Linked DNA regions of Sus scrofa: region 1 is linked to region 2. Evidence: chromatin contacts called from public promoter capture Hi-C data. All regions are on one chromosome and are shown on one strand. Each heading gives the region's core, a stretch centred on a gene start, on an enhancer-like site or on the middle of the called end of the contact. The rest is flanking DNA. Distances are from core to core; before and after follow the strand shown.

Evidence for each region. Promoter capture Hi-C pulls out the DNA fragments that hold promoters and counts their contacts.
Region 1: a promoter capture Hi-C map of liver shows a contact between it and region 2, with 3 times the contacts expected there. The contact joins the promoter of AP2B1 here to the promoter of RASL10B in region 2. A contact is called at or near these places in 1 of 5 promoter capture datasets (liver) and 1 of 2 datasets of contacts at active chromatin or transcription factors (alveolar macrophages).

Annotation. Positions count from the first base shown.
Region 1 is chr12:39,922,248-39,928,376 of Sscrofa11.1, reverse strand. AP2B1 (adaptor-related protein complex 2, beta 1 subunit) reads left to right here and starts at 1,499. Exons shown (of 22, transcript NM_001243183.1): 1 at 1,499-1,566.
Region 2 is chr12:39,791,217-39,797,275 of Sscrofa11.1, reverse strand. It overlaps RASL10B (ras-like protein family member 10B), which reads left to right and starts at 1,993. Exons shown (of 3, transcript XM_021067407.1): 1 at 1,993-2,250; 2 at 5,327-5,684. The coding sequence starts at 5,469.

The sequences.
Region 1 (6,129 bases), core at 250-2,749, 130 kb before region 2:
ACCACCCTATATCTCTTTTCATTTATATGTTCATTTCATTAATATAGGGAATTATCTCTAACTCTTGTTACATAGGGAAGTTCCCAAGCTAGGGGGTTAAATGGGACCTGCAGGCCTATTCCCCTGCCATGGCAACATCAGATCCGAGCAGCATATCTGTGACCTACGCTGGATCCTTAACCCACTGAGTGAGGCTAGGCATAGAACCTGCATCCTCACAAAGAAAACTCGGGTCCTTAACCCGCTGAGCCACAATGGGACTTCCTTGTCTGTAACTCTTGTTTTCATTTCCTTCCCATCTATCTTCGCACTTCTGCAGCATGGGCTTTGCCTTCATTATCTCTGATGGTCTCAGCAATGACATCAAAGACCTTTGTGTTGCTAAATCCTTGGACACTTTTCAGCCCTTCCTCCTTTTCTCTATAGCAGCTGTTACTGTTGACCACTCATTCATACATTTATTCATTCAACAAATTTGGGGGAGGGAAGCTGGGCCTAAGAGATATATAGTTCTTATACTTTCATAGAACTCTAAAAACATCCTACATCATTACAACTGCTTGCTTTTCCTTCTACTTCTCTACCCTTAGTCCTGTTTGTATTTTGGTTTCCAAGCTTCTGCCTCAGGCTGTCTTCCTATCTTTTTTGGTTAAATACTTTATTATTATTACTTAAGTTTTCTTAAATTACTCAATGAATTACATTTATAGTTGTACAGTGATCATCACAATCCAATTTTATAGGATTTCCATCCCACAACCCCAGCACACCCCCCCCCCATTATTACTTAAGATTAAGGTGGGATGTTTTGAGGGGAAGGTGCAGAGATTTTTGGATCTTGGTTTCTGAAGGAGGCTGCTTTTGTGCCAGCACCCATATTACATGCTAGGCATATTATCTACTTAATCCAGTTAAAACTTCACAAACTGGATTGAGTTATATCATTGGCTTTATTTTATAGGTAAGAACGCTAAGGTTGAGACATTAAGTTACTTTCATAATCACATTCAGGACAGGGATTCGAACTCAGCTCTGATGCTATGTTAGCCTCTTTTCCTTGCCCCACTCTCCTCCAGTCCCACTGGATCACCATTGGGCTGGATCACCATTGTTCACTTCCTTGAATTGGCCAGGAAAATTAGCCGGGGTTTTTTGTTTTTAACAGAAAGCAACAGGGGATTTTTACCGTATGTGTAAATTTTTAAAGAATACCTACGCGAGGAAACAAATTCCAAAGACTATCAGCTTGTTTAATAGATCCCTTAGGAGAGCCACTGAACTTCCTCAGAGGCCTTGACCTCAGGTCTCTCCCTGCCGCGCAAAATTTTTTCGTCTCCAAGGCGACAGAGAGCGCTGCCTTTCTGGTGCTCTCGCGCGCCTGGATGACGCCACGCGGCGAGGTTCTCTGACGTCAGGGGCTTCCTGTCCTCCATCTTTGTCCCTGGCAAAGTGGGTTTTGCGCAGTGGCTTAGACCTGGAGAAGGAGTCGTGACGTGCAGGAAACCATTACAACACCGCTCGGGCCGTGCTCTCTGGCCGCTGCCGCCACCCCCACCCTTGCCTCCGGTGAGTTCAAGGCGGCTAACTTTGGGGTGTGTCCCTCTTTGATGGGCAAGGGGGAACCCCAGGTTAGGTTGGAGACGAGCGGAGGAGAGGAAATCCTAGGAGCGTGACCGTTGAGGAGGGAGTGAGCCGTCGGGTGTGACCGTTGTGAGGAATAGGGTTGGAGAAAGGGACTCCACCGCTGAGGCGGGGCGGGGGAATCCTCGGGGTGGCAACTGGGAGTTGGGGGACACTGGGGGAAAGAAAGGTATATTTGAAGTCGGGGGATTACGAGGGCCATGGGCCAGGGGTGTGGCCAGTAAAGACTGGAGGCCAGGGGGAGACCCTTCCTTCCCGGTTTGGCGTCGTTCATTGAGAGGCTGGGACGTGTCCAGCCAGTAGAAGGGAAAAGGGATTCCCCCAAAGCTTTGCTCATTGATAAGCAATCCTCGCCAGTCTCCCGTCGTTTTGAGGTTGAGACACCTCTTCCCCACCTTGTAATGGAGGAACCTATCCCTAGAGTCATGACCATCTGGGGGGAGGAGGAGGAATTCCTGACGTTGGAGAAAGGGAAGAAAAACCTCCGGAATTGACCCTATGTAGGGGGAGGGAAGCAAGTGGGAGTAAATCTTAGCCCGGAATTTTTTCTTTCTGGTCTTAGCAGGAATGGTCTGGTTTGAGAAAGACTGTAGATTAAGACAGAGGTAAAGACACGGGAACTTCCTGTTATTCCATATATATTCTTTGAATCCGAAGAATTGATTCATGCTGTTTTCAGAGCACCCTTCTTTTTGGGGGCAGGCTTTTTTTTGAACTCTTTCATTACGAAGTTGTCATTATGCTGCCTCATTATGAAGCAGTGTGAATAAAATGTGGACGCTTCATTAAACTTTAACTTTTAAAAAGAAGTGTTTTTTAAATGCCAACACTGTTATAATTATTATGGTTTAAAAGAGAAAGTAAACGCCATAATTTTAGAAAAGGGAGAATGGCAAAGAAAGTGGTCTCTACGGGGAACAATTTAAATCATTAATCACCTTCCTGGTGTACTTCTATTGCTTAGCCTCAGGGTACACTTACAAAGTAATAATAGAAAGCAGATGAAGGAGGTGCAGCTGTACAAGAAAACGTGTAACACATTCCAATGATGACTAAGCGTGGTGGTAAGGTGAGAACTCTTTGCAGGTATCTTAACATTTTAAACTCCCAAAGAAGCAGAAAGCATAGTGTGTTCTGCTAATCGCCTCAGTGAAAGTTGGGTGGCAAAATTAATATAAGTTAACATTCTGTGATTGAAGAGACTCAAGGAAGTCCAGTTCAGAAGAACTTTTTCTTTTTTATACACGTCCATATTTTATTTATTTATTTACTTATTTTTGTCTTTGCCTTTTCTAGGGCGGCTCCCGTGGCACATGGAGGTTCCCAGACTAGGAGTCTAATCAGGGCTGTAGCCGCCAGCCTACACCAGAGCCACAGCAACGTGGGACCCTTAAACCCATATTTTAACCTGTTTTAGGCACAGGTTTTTTTTTTTTTTTTTTTGTCTTTTTGTCTTTTTGCCGTTTCTAGGGCCGCTCCCACGGCATATGGAGGTTCCCAGGTTAGGGGTTGAATCAGAGCTGTGGCTGCTGACCTAGGCCACAGCTACAGCAACACCAGATCCGAGCCTCGTCTGCAACCTATACCATAGCTCACGGCAACGCTGGATCGTTAACCCACTGAGCAAGGCCAGGGACCAAACCCGCAACCTCATGGTTCTAGTCGGATTTGTTAACCACTGTGCCACGACGGGAACTCCTAGGCACAGTTTTGAACCAAGGTGCATAGAATTAGATAGGACATGTTTTCCTTCCTTCCTTCTTTCTTTCCTTCCAGGCTTAAGTTTTCCAGAGTTTATTTCAGTTAAGAGTTGGATGTAAAACTTCTTTCCCACTGTATAGAACTAACAAATTACTTTGTAGTCAATTTTAAATGGAAATTACAGCTGTGTCTGTTGTAGTCAATTCTTGTAATTTCTTTTTTTTTTTGTCTTTTTGTCTTTTTTTGTTGTTGTTGTTGTTGCTATTTCTTGGGCCGCTCCCGCGGCATATGGAGGTTCCCAGGCCAGGGGTTGAATCGGAGCTGTAGCTGCCGGCCTACGCCAGAGCCACAGCAACGCAGGATCCGAGCCGCGTCTGCAACCTACACCACAGCTCACGGCAACGCCGGATCGTTAACCCACTGAGCAAGGGCAGGGACCGAACCCGCAACCTCATGGTTCCTAGTCGGATTCGTTAACCACTGCACCACGACGGGAACTCCCAATTCTTGTAATTTCTTATGCGATAAATGGTACCAGAAGATGCTATTGCCTTTGCATTATTGAAAATTCTAATTAGCACCGCTCACCTTTGTAATGAAAGATTGTAGAATGACCTTTTTGCTTTATAATTTGGTTTACTGTTTCACTTTTTCCCTATAAATACCAACTGTGTAAAGCCCAACTTTATGTGAAGAGAGGAGATTTAGTGGCCTCGCCAACTCTAATTTAGCTGCCATGTCCCAGAGAACCATTTGAAATTAACACCCTATTAATTTTTTTCTGGCCTGATTCTCTTTAGGGCAGTGGAAGGGGAGAGGAATAGTTGAGAAGGGACTTTTACAACCTATATTTAGTAGAAACTAGGTTATGTTAAATCTAGATGTATGATCTTGTACAGAGAGGCCTTTTCTGAAATGCAGTGACATCACACTCGGAGCTAGGAAAATAAGAGTAATTATGTTTTCGACTGTGGCAGCTTTATTTATTTATTTTTTAACATAGTGTCCCGAGGTCATAGCTCAGGTCCTCAGAACAGCCATGACTTGTCTAGCTTGATTTGGTGAAAAGATAGTGAGAGTTCCAACTCCACAATGGCTTTGCTTTCCCCTAGGGCTCTCCTGAGGAACACATTTTTTCTTCCCTAGGAGGAATTTAATTCTTGAGGCTCTTCAGCAAAATACTTGATTTGTTCCTTGAGCTCTATCTTGGCTGCCTTTTTTTGTTTTGTCTTCTAAAACAGACAACAGTTTTCATTATCCCATATTTTGGAGAATCTGGCTCTGTTCTCTGGTATGTGATTAAGAATACTTCACTTAAAGATATATACATAAGCAAAAAAATAGATAAAAATATATGCATATGTGATTTCTTGAGGTGAAATTCACAAAATGTAGAGTTCCTGTCATGGCACAGCAGAAACGAATCCAACTAGGAACCATGAGGTTGCAGGTTCGATCCCTGGCCTCGCTCAGTGGGTTAAGGATCTAGCGTTGCCATGAGCTGTGGTGTAGGTTGCAGACGTGGCTTGGATCTGGCGTTGCTGTGGCTGTGGCGTAGGCCGGCAACTATAGCTCCGATTAGATCCCTAGCCTGGGAACCTCCATATGCCATGGATTCAGCCCTAAAGAGGCAAAAAAAAAAAAAAAAAAAAAAGAAAGAAATTCTCAAAACGTAAAATGAACCATTTTAGAGTGAACAGTTTAATACATTGACAGTGTGGTGCAACCCCTGCCTCTTACTTGTTTTTATTTAGACTATTTTTATTTTTTTATTCTTATTTTTTTTGGCTGCGCTCTCGGCATGCAGAAGTTCTAGGTGCAAGGATCCAACCTGCACCTCAGCAGTCACCCAAGCCAATGAAGTGGCAACGCTGGACCCTTAACCCACTGTACCACCAGGAAACTCCAAAATGATTTTTATTTTTTAGCGCTTCTTTTGGCTTAAGGCAGGGACTGACCTGATAAAATGTTTCTCTGCCAATTTGTATAAGGGGTATTTCATTACTGTTGTGTGGGACATGTGAGCTGAGAGTTTCTCCTTTCTCTTTAAAAGTTTCTCCTTTTCTCTTTAAGTTTCTCCTTTCTCTTTAAAAGCAAGGGTTCTTAATTTAGGATCTAAGATTATGTGCTTGATTCTCTCCTCTTCCCTGAAATTTTGTGGGCGGGACATTATTCTTTAGTTAAGAACACTTAGTGCTCACAATGAATAGGACAGAAATCTATTCTTCAGTGATGAAATTTGTTAGAAAAAGTAATGAAATGTGTGAGTCACTAATAAAGGTAGGATTTCAGACTAGGGTAGTTGAACATTTAACAGGTTGTGTTGAAAACTTCTGTTAAGAATTTAATATGTGTGGGAGTTCCCGTTGTGGCACAGTGGAAACAATCCGAATAGTATCCATGAGGATGAGATTGATCCCTGGCCTGCCATGAGCTACGGTGTAGGTTATAGGCATGGCTTGGATCCCCAGTTGCTGTGGCTGTAGTGTAGGCCAGCAGCTGTAGCTCTGATTCACTCCCTAGCCTGGGAACTTCCATATGCTACAGGTGTGGACCTAAAAAGCAAAAAAAAAAAAAAAAAAAAAAAATAGTGTGTATGCATATGAGAGCTTTAGAAAGCAATTTGAGGGTGCTTTTTCAAAAAAATGGTGGAAAAGTCTAATAAGCAGCTTTTGTTTTCAAATGTTTTGCAAGTTTTAAGTTATGATAATCTCATAGGATTTAGAATGGTATAATATCCTGGATAAACCATAAGGCCTTTAGCTCTGGCCCTCCTGTCAGGCTCTA
Region 2 (6,059 bases), core at 744-3,243:
GTACTCCAGGAGAGGGCCTCGATCCTTCTAGGCCCTGTAATTGTTTTAGTTGCTGCCCTGGCCCTTCTCAAAGCCCCGCCCCAGCACCTGGGAGCCTTTCTAGACTACCCGGAAATGCTTTGCCAAGGAGGCATTCACCCTTCCCTCTGAATGGCTGTGTCTCCAAAACAGAGAGGGAGAACTAAAGGCCACACAGGGAGACTCCACTCCAGGCCCTGCATTAGGGACTTGACACACCACAGGCTCCTTTATGCCCTGGGGACCGCTGATCACCTCTCCCTCTTACAAATAAGGCGCAGAATTCAGAGAGTTCAAGTTACCTGCCCCCAGTCACACAGCATGTAGTAGGGCCTAGATCTAAATTCAGATCCGCCTGATTCCGAAGCTCAGGTTCTGAACCACTAGGCTCAGTGGACGGACAGGAGAAGGATGGGGAGCGACTGGGGGTGTGTGTAAAATGCAGAGCCTGCAGAGAGGTGGAAAATGGTCCTGTGAAGAGCTGGGCTGAGAGTACTAAAAAGAACAAAAGAACGGAAAGTCACAGCACGGATGCTGGGTCCCGGGAGTTAAAATACTTGGGAGATGTTCCCTGCTTCCCTGCTCCTCCTCCCTGCCCTACAGGCACCCAAAGGCCACTTTGTCCTGCTTCAAAACCGCTCAGGCCTTCTAGGCTTCCCCAGCCAGACAGGGCTAGGTCCAAATTCCTTACCTGGCAATCAAGGCCCCTGTGACTTCTCAACCAACTTCTCAGCCTCCTCTCCTCATTTTCAGGACCCTAGGCCCCTTTCCTCCACTCCCTTCTCAAACCTCTGTAAGTGGCTCCCAACTTCTCTCATCTGTAGCACCGTGGTGTGTCTGCTTCAGGTTGCCCCACTGAATGAACTGTGGCACTAAGCCAAGTTCAAGTTCAGTGGTGGCTGCTCTGCAGGAGGCCAATCTTTTTTTTTTAGGGCTGCACTTGTGACATACAGAAGTTCCCAGGCTAGGAATTGAATCAGAGCTGCAGCTGGCCTACATCACAGCCACAGCAACGCCAGATCCAAGCTGCGTCTGTGACCTACACCACAGCTCAGGGCCATGCTGGATCCTTAACCCCCTAAATGAGGCCAGGGATCGAACCTTCGCCCTCACGGATACTAGTCAGGTTTATTACCTCTGAGCTGTAACAGGAACTCCCCAGACCGCCCCCCCATCTTTGTATTCCATTTTACACTTCATTTAAGACCAAGTCACTCAGCCTCTCTCAGCCTTATCTGTAAAAATGGGGGAAACAAGACCACCTCAGAGTAGTGTGAGGATTAAATTTGAAGATGCTAGCAAAGCCTGGAGCACACTGGCACATAGTACATGCTCATTAAATGTTAACTAGCCACAGTGAATGACACTGACCATGCCTGTTTTAGAATAAATACAAAGCGATTCTGCCCTCGACCCAGGCAAAAGGGGGCGTCTCCCAGGCTGGAGAGGAGAGGAGAGGGAGCGGTGCTTGTAGGGGACGGAGGTCGTTCATTGGGCGGGGATTAGCTTTGCTTTGCTAGCCGGCTCTGTCTTCCTTTCACTGCTGCAGTGAAGGGTGAGAGGGACCACCCTTTGTCAGTCCTCTAGCGGTTGGAGTAGAGTCTGGATGCCGCCTGGAGCACACCGTGCAAAGCACACAGTGGGCGCCTGTCCAGTGACTGAACTGGGAAGGGTCAAAGGACAGGCGTACTGAGGGAACCTGGGGTGTTTGTTGGAGGCGGGGGGAGGGAAGGATATGGAGTGAAGCAAAAGGCTGCGGGGTCTCTCCGTCCCTCTCTCCCACCCCTCCAGGTTAGAGCTGAAAATACCGCAGGGAGAGTCGGGAGGGGTGAAGGTCAAGGCTCGGGATGAAAAGAATCTGTCCAGGACCGCCAAGGGAACATGTCAGGCTCAGGGACCCTGCGGAACGCCAGCCAGGCACGCCCCCCCCCGCCCGCCCGCCCGCCCGCCCCGCCGCCTCGCCGGCTCCCGCCTCCTCCTCCTTCCAGCGCGAGCGGGCGGCGCGCTCCGGAGGGAGAGCCGGGCTGGAGGTTTCCTACCCCCTCGGCGGCCAGCACCTGCCCCCCCCGCGCCCGCCCTGAGCCCGCCCCGAGTCCGCCCCGACTGAGCGGCCGGGGGCGCCCCCACCTCTCTCCCCCCGGGCCGGGGAGCCGGGGGGCAGCGCCGGAGCCCGGGGGAGCGCGGCCCCGCCGGCCGGCCGGCCCGGGCAGGGAGCAGCTAGGACGGCCCCGGGTAAGCGCCGGGAGGCGGGGGAGCGGGAGGGCCGGGGCCTGGGGGGGTCGGTGGGGGGGCGATGGGGGAGACGGCCGCGGCGCCGGGGGACCCCGGGCGAGGAGCAAGGAAGGGGCCGGCGGGCTGGCGGGGAAGCGGCGCGGGGCAGCCACGTGAGAGCTGGAGCTGGGGTGGGGGGGTGCCTGCAAGGTCCTGGAGGCGGAGAGCAGGCTGGGCTCTTGTATCCCCCCCACCCCAACTCCTACCAATCAGGTCATAGGGAGCTCAGTATCCTCCCGACGCCCCCACCCACCCTCTCCCACATGAATGTGCTGGGGACAGACAGCGGCCAGACGTGTGACTCGGCCCACGGGACCCGCAAAGCCCCCGCCCTCAGTCTGGGGCTGGAGACTCAGGTGTCCAGGCCCAGGGGAGGGGACCAAGAAGCAGGCTTTGGCCCCAGTGTATGTCCCCAGGCGGGCGCTGTCTGCAGACTCACTGCAGAGCACAGGCCTTGGGGAGGGAGGCTCGGGGGCCTGGGCCCTGCTTCTCCGGACAGCCCTCTTCCACCCCTCCCCAGCTGAGGATGTTGGATTAATAAACACTTTGACCCAGGACCCCTGCCTGGGAAGCAGGAGGGGGCACCAGTCACCTCTGAGTCAGAGACAGGGCCACACTTGGGCCTGGTGAGTTCTCGGGAGGCTGGCCCCAGCCGAGGGGCCTCTCTTGCACTCCCTTTCTTGGCTCCAGCACTGTGCCCTGATTTTATTTCCCAGCTATTCCCCCCGAAAGCGTAGATTTCTGGGCAGGGACTGTGGTGCCCAGGAGAAAGTGCAGGTAGGGTACCTCCTAGTTACCTCTAAGTTGCCACACCCAGGGAGAGGCAGGGACTCTTCTTGCATTCATTGCCCTGCCTTCCTCTCCTAAGATGCCCCCCGCCCCACCTGCTTGTGCTGGTTATGTAATTAACCCAGCCGAGGCTCTCTGCCAAGCTAACAGTGTCCAGGGATGCTGAGGGGCCTAGGGCCCTGGAGGGATTTGTGGGGAGAAGGGACTGGTACTTCCCCTAGTTGGGAGCTTTTATAAGTAGCTAAGTACTTGGTGGAGAAAAGACCCTGTGTGGGGCAGGAAGGAGATCGGGGTCCTAGTCTTAGTTGACAGCTCAACAGGCTATGTGGTCTTCATGTCCCTAAACCTTTGTGGGTTTTTGGTTTTGCTTTTACCGTCAATAAAATGAGAATTGCACACACACACGCACACACACACACACGCATGCACTGCATGTGCATGAGCATCAGTGCACAGTGACCCATCGGGGTTGCTAGGAGGTCCCACTGAGATCATGGAAAGCCTTAGATGAATGAAGGACCCCTATACATAGTAATGGCCACTGTTTATTGAGCACCTGCTCTGTGCAGCACAGGGCTTTACCCGTGTGACCTCACAACACCCTGTGAGGTTTCTTATCCAAGATCACACTTTAGGTGAGCAGCAGAGCTGGTGGATCTCACCCCAAATCCTGCCCTCAGTATACTATGCTGTATGTGCACCTGCCCAATGGATTGGGTCCCCTCAGCCAGGATGGACTGAGGGACATTGCACTGTGACTCTGCGGATGCAGAAAGAACATGCATCCACAGAGCAAACATGTATACATGCTGGAGATCATGGCCTCATCGGAACTCAGCAAACCCACGTACCCTGGACCCATTTAGCAGGCACTAGTGTCACCCTCCTGGGATTAGTCCCCAGACAGTGGGTCTCAGGCATGTACCAACTTCCCTGGTCACCATCTTCAACAGAAGGAGAAGGCAGCTGGCTAAGAGGTTTACTTGGGTGATCTCAGAAGTAGGGGCTGTTGACCCTACTTTGTGTGCAGAACGTAGCTCAGGTTGGGCAGGTGATTTGCCCTCTGACCCACAGCTGGGACACATCTAGCTGGGACATATGGACGAAAGTCACTGGAACTGAGCAAGCAAGGAGCTAATGAATCCATATCAAGGTCCAACCCCAGAGCAGCCCTTTCCAGGGCATCTGCTGTGTGCCAGGCCCTCTGAGCTCAGGGGGTTGCCAGAGAACCAGACCCAGCCCTTGGCCTGTGGCCTTTGCCAGCTAGAAGCACTAAACTTGGAAGCCGGAAGTACTGTGACACTGTAGAAAGGGAGAGCTGCCATTCCCAGCTGTGCAAGTGGCTCATGTCTTTCTCCCTCCAAGGCTTCTCTCCAAGGTGGGAACACCTGTCACCTGTAGTGACGAAGGATAACCACGTGGACATGCCGAGTGTGCAACAGGTGTCACACTCCAGAACCAAAGCCACCATCTAGTCCACGGGTTCTCAGCTGAGGGCACCTGGAAGTGCAGGGAGAGCGCAGGTGGTCTCATCGTGGTCCCTAGAGGCTGCTGCTGGCAAGTACATCCTGGCAGCCAGGGGTGTCAATGTCCTCCTCAGTAAAGAATTCTGTCTCTGCAAATTGCCAGGAGCACCTCCACTGAGACACACTGGCCTCGTCTCAGGACAGAAGACGGAGAGTGTGAGGAGTTGCTGCCTTGCCCCCAGGCTCCCTGGGAAAGCTGGGACTTGAAGCCAGTTCTAGAGCTCTTTCCACTCTGCTCTGCAGCCTGCCTGGGTGTGGAAGTCAGACCTGGCCAAAAATCAGGACATAGTACTAGTCAAGAAAGATTGATTTCCAGCAGTTCCTGTCTGACTAGTAACTCTGAGGATGCAGGTTTGATCCCTGGCCTGACTCAGTGGGTTAAGAACCCATCACTGCCGTGAGCTGTGGTGTAGGTCGCAGACTTAGCTTGGATCCTAAGTTGCTGTGGCTGTGGCAGAGGCTGTTGGCTTCAGCTCTGATTCGACCCCTAGCCTGGGAACTTCCATCTGCAGAGGGTGTGGCCCTAAAAAGACAAAAAAAGAAAGATTGATTTCCATTGGCAGGGCTGATGGCAGGAAGGATGGGGAGGTTATGGAAGGACCGCATGGCGTTCTGAGAAAGGGAAGACACCCCAAGTGGCAGTAACAGCTTCGGCAAGGTCCCCAAGGTGGATGTCCAAGGAGAAGCCAGCCCACCAAGCCCACCTCTTGTCCCCAGTCCAGGTGGAGGCCACAGAGGGCCCAGGGCGAGCAAGGGCAGCGATGGTTGGTCCTGACGGTGGCTGAGCCCCCAGCCCCTGGAATATGCAGCCCGGGGGAGCCCCAGGCAGCGGCGAGGACGCGGTGGCGGAGCGGGGCGGGAGGCATGGTCTCCACCTACCGGGTGGCCGTGCTGGGGGCTCGAGGCGTGGGCAAGAGTGCCATCGTGCGCCAGTTCCTGTACAACGAGTTCAGCGAGGTCTGCGTGCCCACCCCCGCCCGCCGCCTCTACCTGCCTGCTGTCGTCATGAACGGCCACGTGCACGACCTCCAGATCCTCGACTTCCCGCCCATCAGCGCCTTCCCTGTCAACACGCTGCAGGTAGGAGGGCCCGCGGGGTGGGGGGGGTAGGGGGGCAGGAGGCGGGGGGATTGGGAGACCCTGGACGCCACCCCTCTCCAGGCCCCGGCTCTGTTGTTGCCTCTGAGAGCTCCGGGCTGCACTGGCCACCCTGCTTACAGCGGTGCCAGGAATCCCTTCATTTGTGCACTGGTTTATTCAACTAATACTTGACCCTCTAATGTGTGCCAGGCTCTGTGGTGGGCACCGGGGAAGAATGGTGCACAAAACAGATGTGCAGTTTGCCTTCAAGGAACTTATAGTCTGGTGAGAAGACAAAAAGGCAGTTACATAGTTTGATGAGTGCTATGACTGGAGGGGGTGCAGAGAGCTAAAAAAGCCCTTAAAATGTGTTGG